Regions from separate parts of the Sus scrofa genome. Here region 2 is linked to region 1. The links are chromatin contacts, called in public HiChIP or PLAC-seq maps. All regions are on one chromosome and are shown on one strand. Each heading gives the region's core, a stretch centred on a gene start, on an enhancer-like site or on the middle of the called end of the contact. The rest is flanking DNA. Distances are from core to core; before and after follow the strand shown.

Region 1 (2,984 bases), core at 199-2,698:
GACTCACCACTCAATTTAAACATTTTACCATAAAAGTTTTAAAATATTTTAATAGCCTTCTTTCAGTATAACTGCTTCCTCTGTAATCCTATGTGTTTTACTCACCTGAAAACAGAAATGATCCCAAAGCTTCACCAAACTGCCACAGGTGTCTATGGCACAAAAATGGCTAAGAACCCTGCTTTACACAATCACCGGTCTGCCTGCACCTCTTGCATTTAAAAGAACAGGTCAAGCCAATTTAAGGTGCAAGAGCATACACACCAATACAACGCAACACTCTCACCTTTGCTCAGGAGTTCCTGAAGGGCTGCCCTGGCCAGAGAACCACGAATCTTCAGTCTCTCAGAGACAACAGCTGGAGTTATAAGCTTATAGTTGGGAACTTCTTTACAGAGTTTGTCATATGTCGCTTTGTCAAACAAGACTAGGTTATTAAGCTTGTCCCGAACTTTGCCTTTGGACCACTTCTGCTCACAAAAAAAAAAAAGGAAAAAGTCAGTGCTCATCAAAGAACCAGTCAATTGGTCTTTCCCTCCTCCCGAACAACCTGTGTCAGAGAAATCTGACACAGTTGTAGGGCTATACTGAAAGGACAGCTTTTTATTCCTCGGCCTGCAGAAATCTACCGCAGCACTTGCAGAAACTCTCAAATTAATATTCAAATATTACAAAATCAGGATTCAAAATAAAAAAGACCTGGTTACCGTTAAGCACACCAAAGGTACATTATGTTTTGGAGGTGGGTGGGGACCATTATCTTGGAAACTTTCCGCTACCAGCTGAGCCCCACGAGTCTGATTAAAATAACATTAGATGCTAGATATAGGAATAAAAATCTCCATACACACTTGTTCCACGACCTCACAAGCCACTTGCCACATATCACTTATTAGTACACCAAGAGGAGATGGGCGCTCCCAGTCTCCCTCAGTGTTCAAGGAGGGGCACATCCTACCTTCTTTTTGGCCTTGCCCCCAGATTTGTTCACTGGGTCTTTGTCTTTCTTGGCCGACTTTCCGGCATCTTTCTTCTTCTTGTCGTCCTTGGGCGGCTGTAGAAGAAAAGCGGGAACACAACCAGTTCTTAAGGCAGCCTCATGCTACTCCTACTCCTGTGCTCTCCACCCCGCCCAGACCCCACAGCCGGAGCACATGGGGGAAGGTTAACAGCCCTCCCGCCTTGAGACGCGGCAAGAAATTCTTGGAGCCCTCCTCCGATGCCGCGTCAACCGTGCGCCGACACCTTCCGCTCCCAGAACCACACGGCTTCTCCTTGGGCTCACCATAGCGAAGCCGGGAGAGCAGCTACCAGTAGTGCCTCCTCGCTAAGATGTCGGACAGAAAGGAAGCACGGCTTGCGAAGAGGCCCAGAAACCCCTGTCCGCAGCGAGCGCTTCCGGGGCAAAGGGCGGAGCCACGCGGAGGAAGTCCCGGGGAGCAGCTGACACTCAGGACCGGAAGTAGCCTGAGCGATATAGGTGTCCGCTCCACAGCCGCGCGCTCTCGTTAGGCTCTGCCGCTACGCGTGAGGCAGTGACGCGTTGCTACTTCCGGGCACTAAAGGCCAGGAAAAGGGGATGGAAAACAATTTCCTAGGTCCAGCAACTATCTCCGCCGTTACTGACACCCAAGCGTTGCCCCAGTGCGCAAGCGCTGCAGCGAGCCGCACGCTGCAACCGGGAGGGGGAACAGAGGCCAGGGGCGTGTCGCGTGCTGCGGTTCCGGGGCGGGGCTGGGAGGAGGAGGCCGAATCCCAGTTCCGCAGTCGCTGCGGCAGCAATGGCGATTTTCAGTGTGTATGTGGTGAACAAAGCTGGCGGCCTGATTTACCAGTTGGACAGCTACACGCCACGGGCCGAGGCTGAGAAAACGTTTAGCTACCCTCTTGATCTGCTGCTCAAGCTGCACGACGAGCGTGTACTGGTTGCCTTCGGCCAGCGCGACGGCATCCGGGGTGGGTTAGGCTCGGGCCCGGGGGGCGGGGCCCGGTGCTGCAAGAGTGGGCTGGTGTCTCTGTGTTGGAAGTGGAGGGGGCGAAGAGTTGGGGCCAGGTCCCTTGTCCCCCCGGAGGGATCTTCAGGCTGAGGCGTTGTTGACACTTAGCCTCGCCTCTGCAGTGGGCCACGCAGTGCTGGCCATCAATGGTGTGGACGTGAATGGTAAATATACGGCCGATGGGAAAGAGGTGCTGGAGTACCTGGGCAACCCTGCTAACTACCCGGTGTCCATTCGATTCGGCCGGCCTCGCCTCACCTCAAATGAGAAGCTCATGCTGGCCTCCATGTTCCACTCGTAAGTTACCCCCAGCCCTTGCTAGCTTCCATCCGTCTGCACTCGGCTCATAGACTGGCTGAATTATTGTGGTTCTGCGCTCAGAGACTACTGAGCGGTGTGCTTACCTTTCCCTACGTCCCTACTTCTAAATCGTCAGTTCTTGTGTTAATGAAAAGAACTGATCCAATATATCTAGGCTTTAAGTAATACTGGTAGTGGTGTATGATTTTGCATAAGTCAGCTTCTCCTTTCTGAGTCTTTGTTTCCTCATCTTTCAAGCAAGGCAGTTGAGGGAGTTCCTGTTGTGGTGCAGCGGGAACGTATCCGACTAGTAACCATGAGATTGCAGGCTCGATCCCTGGCCTCTAGAGGGTTAAGCATCTGGCGTTGAGCTGTGGTGTAGGCGGCAGATGTGACTCAGATCCTGCGTTCCTGTGGCTGTGGCCTAGGCCATAGGCCGGCAGCTGTAGCTCCGATTCAACCTGTAGCTTGGGAACTTCCATATGCCTGGGCTGCGGCCCTAAAAAGCAAAAAAAGAAAAAAGAAAGGCAGTTGAACTAAATGATCTTTAAGGTCTTTTCTAGCTGTCAACTCTGGTGTTAGCCACAGCGTGAGTAAACAATGGGACATATTCCCAGACTTACTTTTACCCAGTTTTTTCTTCTTTTCTGGTGGCACTGGCGGCATGCAGAAATTTCTGGGCCAGAG
Region 2 (3,330 bases), core at 482-2,981, 58 kb after region 1:
CCCTCAGTGGATCCCTTGCCTGGAGTCCCAAATGCCAAACAAAACCCAGAGAGGGGACAGCACATGCTCTAAAGACATATTCTCCCCAAGGGAGGGGAGTAAGGGAATTGAAGGGGCAGGAGGCAAATGCATCATCAGGGTTCCAGGAGAGGTGCAGCTGGGGCGTGTGCAGTCTTTCATGCTTTTTTGGGCATGGCAGGAGTTGTCCCTGGCAGAATACAAAACCCCTCCTTGGGCAGAGATCTTGGCATGGTGGGTAATGAAGCAAAGGTAACTTTAGGACACTTTCGGGTCTCATCTGCCTTAGGCACGTTCCTATGGTCAAGTCAGAGCTGGTTCGGGGCTGATGACCACTGCATATTTCTTAAAGCATACCTGCAGAACGTTTCTGTCAAATACCAGGTGCTTTTGAAAGCAGCAGATAAATCAAGGCTGGAATCCTTTAACTCTCAGGGGCTGGTATGAATGACAGGTATCCAGTTCTTTGTACAGTAGTGAATGTGTGGCTATTAGTAATGTTAGTGAGTTGAGCACTTTTTCTAACAAGCCCTGTTCTCAATAACACTAACAATGTGTTAAATCCCCAATTCAGTTATTTGTCATGACCTTTGACTTCTGAGCCAGTTTCCTCATTTTAAAAACAGGAATGTTGGGGAGTTCCTGTCGTGGCGCAGTGGTTAAGGAACCCGACTAGGAACCATGAAGCTGCGGGTTCGATCCCTGGCCTTGCTCAGTGGGTTAACGATCTGGCCTTGCTGTGAGCTATGGTGTAGGTCGCAGGCGCGGCTCGGATCCCGTGTTGCTGGGCTCTGGTATAGGCTGGTGACTACTGCTCTGATTCGACCCCTAGCCTGGGAACCTCCATATTGCCACGGGAAGCGGCCCTAGAAAAGGCAAAAAGACCAAAAATGTTCCCTACTTCAGGCTGTAGCAGAAGCAGTATCACACAAACTGCACTAATTGTGCCACAGCTGAGGAGGTCAAGCTGTAGAATTCTGGATGAACAGCTTTCAGGAGCAGGCCTCTTTTTTTTTTTTCTTTGGTATTTCTTGGGCGGCTCCCGCGGCATATGGAGGTTCCCAGGCTAGGGGTCGAATCAGAGCTGTAGCCACCGGCCTATGCCAGGGCCACAGCAATGCGGGATCCGAGCCGCGTCTGCAACCTACACCACAGCTCACGGCAACGCCGGGTCGTTAACCCACTGAGCAAGGGCAGGGACCGAACCCACAACCTCATGGTTCCTAGTCGGATTCGTTAACCACTGCGCCATGACGGGAATTCCAGCAGGCCTCTTTTATTTGTCCTTGTTGAATCTAGCTTAGGGGCCTCATAAATTGTTCAAGGAGCCTTTACTTCCAACGCAGCATTGTAGGGTTAAAATCCTCCTCTCGGTCCGCCTACCTTTGGCTTAACTGATCCCTTTGGGTGGTGGTAGGAGGTACTCAAAGAACTAATTTTGTGGCTACATTTAGGGAGCATATCTTAACCCGTGACCATCGGTGTTCCTGGCTCACAACGAGGTCTAGGCGAAAGCAGAAACGAACTGTTGGTGGACCTAGGTCTCAAACGAGGAAGACACGGGGGCCAGCCTGGTAGAGTAGGGGCGGTAACCCAAGGTATGGTCTTTTCTGCTGCAACCCTTCTAATTCGCGCCCAGGGGAGGCCCCGCCCTAGGGGGCGATACCGGAAGTTACGTAGGCCTTAGCGCCGGGAGTGTGTGGTTGCAGAAGGAGCTTGATCCCTGTGTGTGCCCAGTGTCCGCCAGCCGGGACCTTCGGCTTCCGCGGACCTTAGGGGACCCTTGGCGGCAGCTCCCGGCCTACTTCCCGCGCACGGCCATGTCTGGTAACGGCAACGCAGCCGCAACGGCGGTGAGTCCTGAGCCGGTGACCCTCGCAAGTTCGGGCTTCCGCACTAGCGGTGCAACGATTGGCCCCAAGTTGCCACCTCTGTCGTCTATTGGTCGGGTCGATTATCTCTCTCTCTTTTTTTTTCTGATTCGAACAGTTTTTAAAGGGCCAGCGGCTGGGTTGCCTTTAGCGGGGGAAATCACTGCTGATCGGGGCGGGCCTAAAAGAGAGATTGTCTCGAACGGAACTCCGTTCCCGCAGCGATCTGGATGGGATTCCATCAGGTTTGGCAACCTCGGGCTCTAGATTTAGTTACCCAACCCAGGAAACTTCGTCTGCACGAGACAGGGTGCTGTCCTCCCTGGATCTTTTCACGTGAGACAGGTCCGAGGCGGGATTCACCCACTTTGGGAAGATGTTCCACTTTGAATCCAGAGAAGAGAGCATACCCTGAAATCTGAAATCTGCACACAAACGTCTTAGAAGTGCACCTTCTCTTTTTCTCTTTTCACGTTCACCCTGCCCCAGCCTACTCTCAAAGTCCCGATCCATGACACATCGTAGGTTACTACAATGTAAGGAGGTGGGAGCTCCCTTGGATCTTCTTATTCCCAACCTCTGGTGCCACCACTGGGCTTGTGCAGAGGCAAACTGGCTGGCGCCTGTGGAGGCCCACCTCAACCTGAGATAAGAAAGGGGTGGGCTAGCAGCTTATCTCTCCCTGTCCTACCTGCTGGTAGCAGTATTCTTTGCCATTGCAGACATTCCTGAGTGCTGGACTAGGTGTAGTAAGGTCTGGATTCTAGTTTCAGCTCTCTGCCCATGATTAAGCATGTGACCCTGAGCAGATCGCTGGGCTCCTCAGAGCCAATCTTTGCTTCTGTAACATATTCCCAGAGATGCTTGCCCTGTTTACCTCAGAGGTTGTTATGAAGATTAAAAACAATAGTTCTAGCATATACATGCTCACTAGGTAAGTTTCATTGGAACAATTTGACTTGAACATGCTGTACAGAATCAAAGAAATCAGGAGTTCCTGTCATGGCTCAAACGGTTAAGAACCCAACTAGTGTCCATGAGGATGCGGGTTGGATCCCTGGCCTTGCTCAGTGGGTTAAGGATCCAGTGTTGTAGAGCTGTGGTGTAGGTTGCTGATGAGGCTTGGATCCTGAGTTGCTGTTGCTATGGCTGTGGTATAAGCCAGCAGCTGTAGCTCTGATTTGACCCCTAGCCTGGGAACTTCCATATGCTGCAGGTGCAGCCCTAAAAAAGCAAAAAAACAAAAATCAGAGAAATTAAGGGACTGTTTAAACCTAGCAGTTTCTAGGACTTTGGATTCTTTATGGGCTCCCTGTAGCCCAGAATTTTTAGCATTTTAGGCCTAGCCTAGTTTGCTCAGGGTCCCCTAGGTTTTATTTATTGGAGAAGTGATAACCATGAGTTAGACTATAGAGTCCAAGAGCTGCCAGCTGTCACCTTC

The links. HiChIP or PLAC-seq counts read pairs in DNA pulled down with a chosen protein or histone mark.
Region 2: an H3K27ac HiChIP or PLAC-seq map of alveolar macrophages shows a contact between it and region 1. The contact joins the promoter of HMBS here to the promoter of TRAPPC4 in region 1. A contact is called at or near these places in 1 of 5 promoter capture datasets (skeletal muscle), 5 of 47 Hi-C or Micro-C datasets (embryonic fibroblasts, heart right ventricle, liver and 2 more) and 2 of 2 datasets of contacts at active chromatin or transcription factors (alveolar macrophages and skeletal muscle).

Annotation. Positions count from the first base shown.
Region 1 is chr9:46,240,748-46,243,731 of Sscrofa11.1, forward strand. It overlaps TRAPPC4 (trafficking protein particle complex subunit 4), which reads left to right and starts at 1,449. Exons shown (of 5, transcript XM_003129918.4): 1 at 1,449-1,956; 2 at 2,120-2,294. The coding sequence starts at 1,782. It overlaps RPS25 (40S ribosomal protein S25), which reads right to left and starts at 1,427. Exons shown (of 5, transcript XM_003129920.3): 1 at 1,286-1,427; 2 at 959-1,054; 3 at 287-470. The coding sequence starts at 1,288.
Region 2 is chr9:46,298,363-46,301,692 of Sscrofa11.1, forward strand. It overlaps HMBS (hydroxymethylbilane synthase), which reads left to right and starts at 1,732. Exons shown (of 14, transcript NM_001097412.1): 1 at 1,732-1,871. The coding sequence starts at 1,839.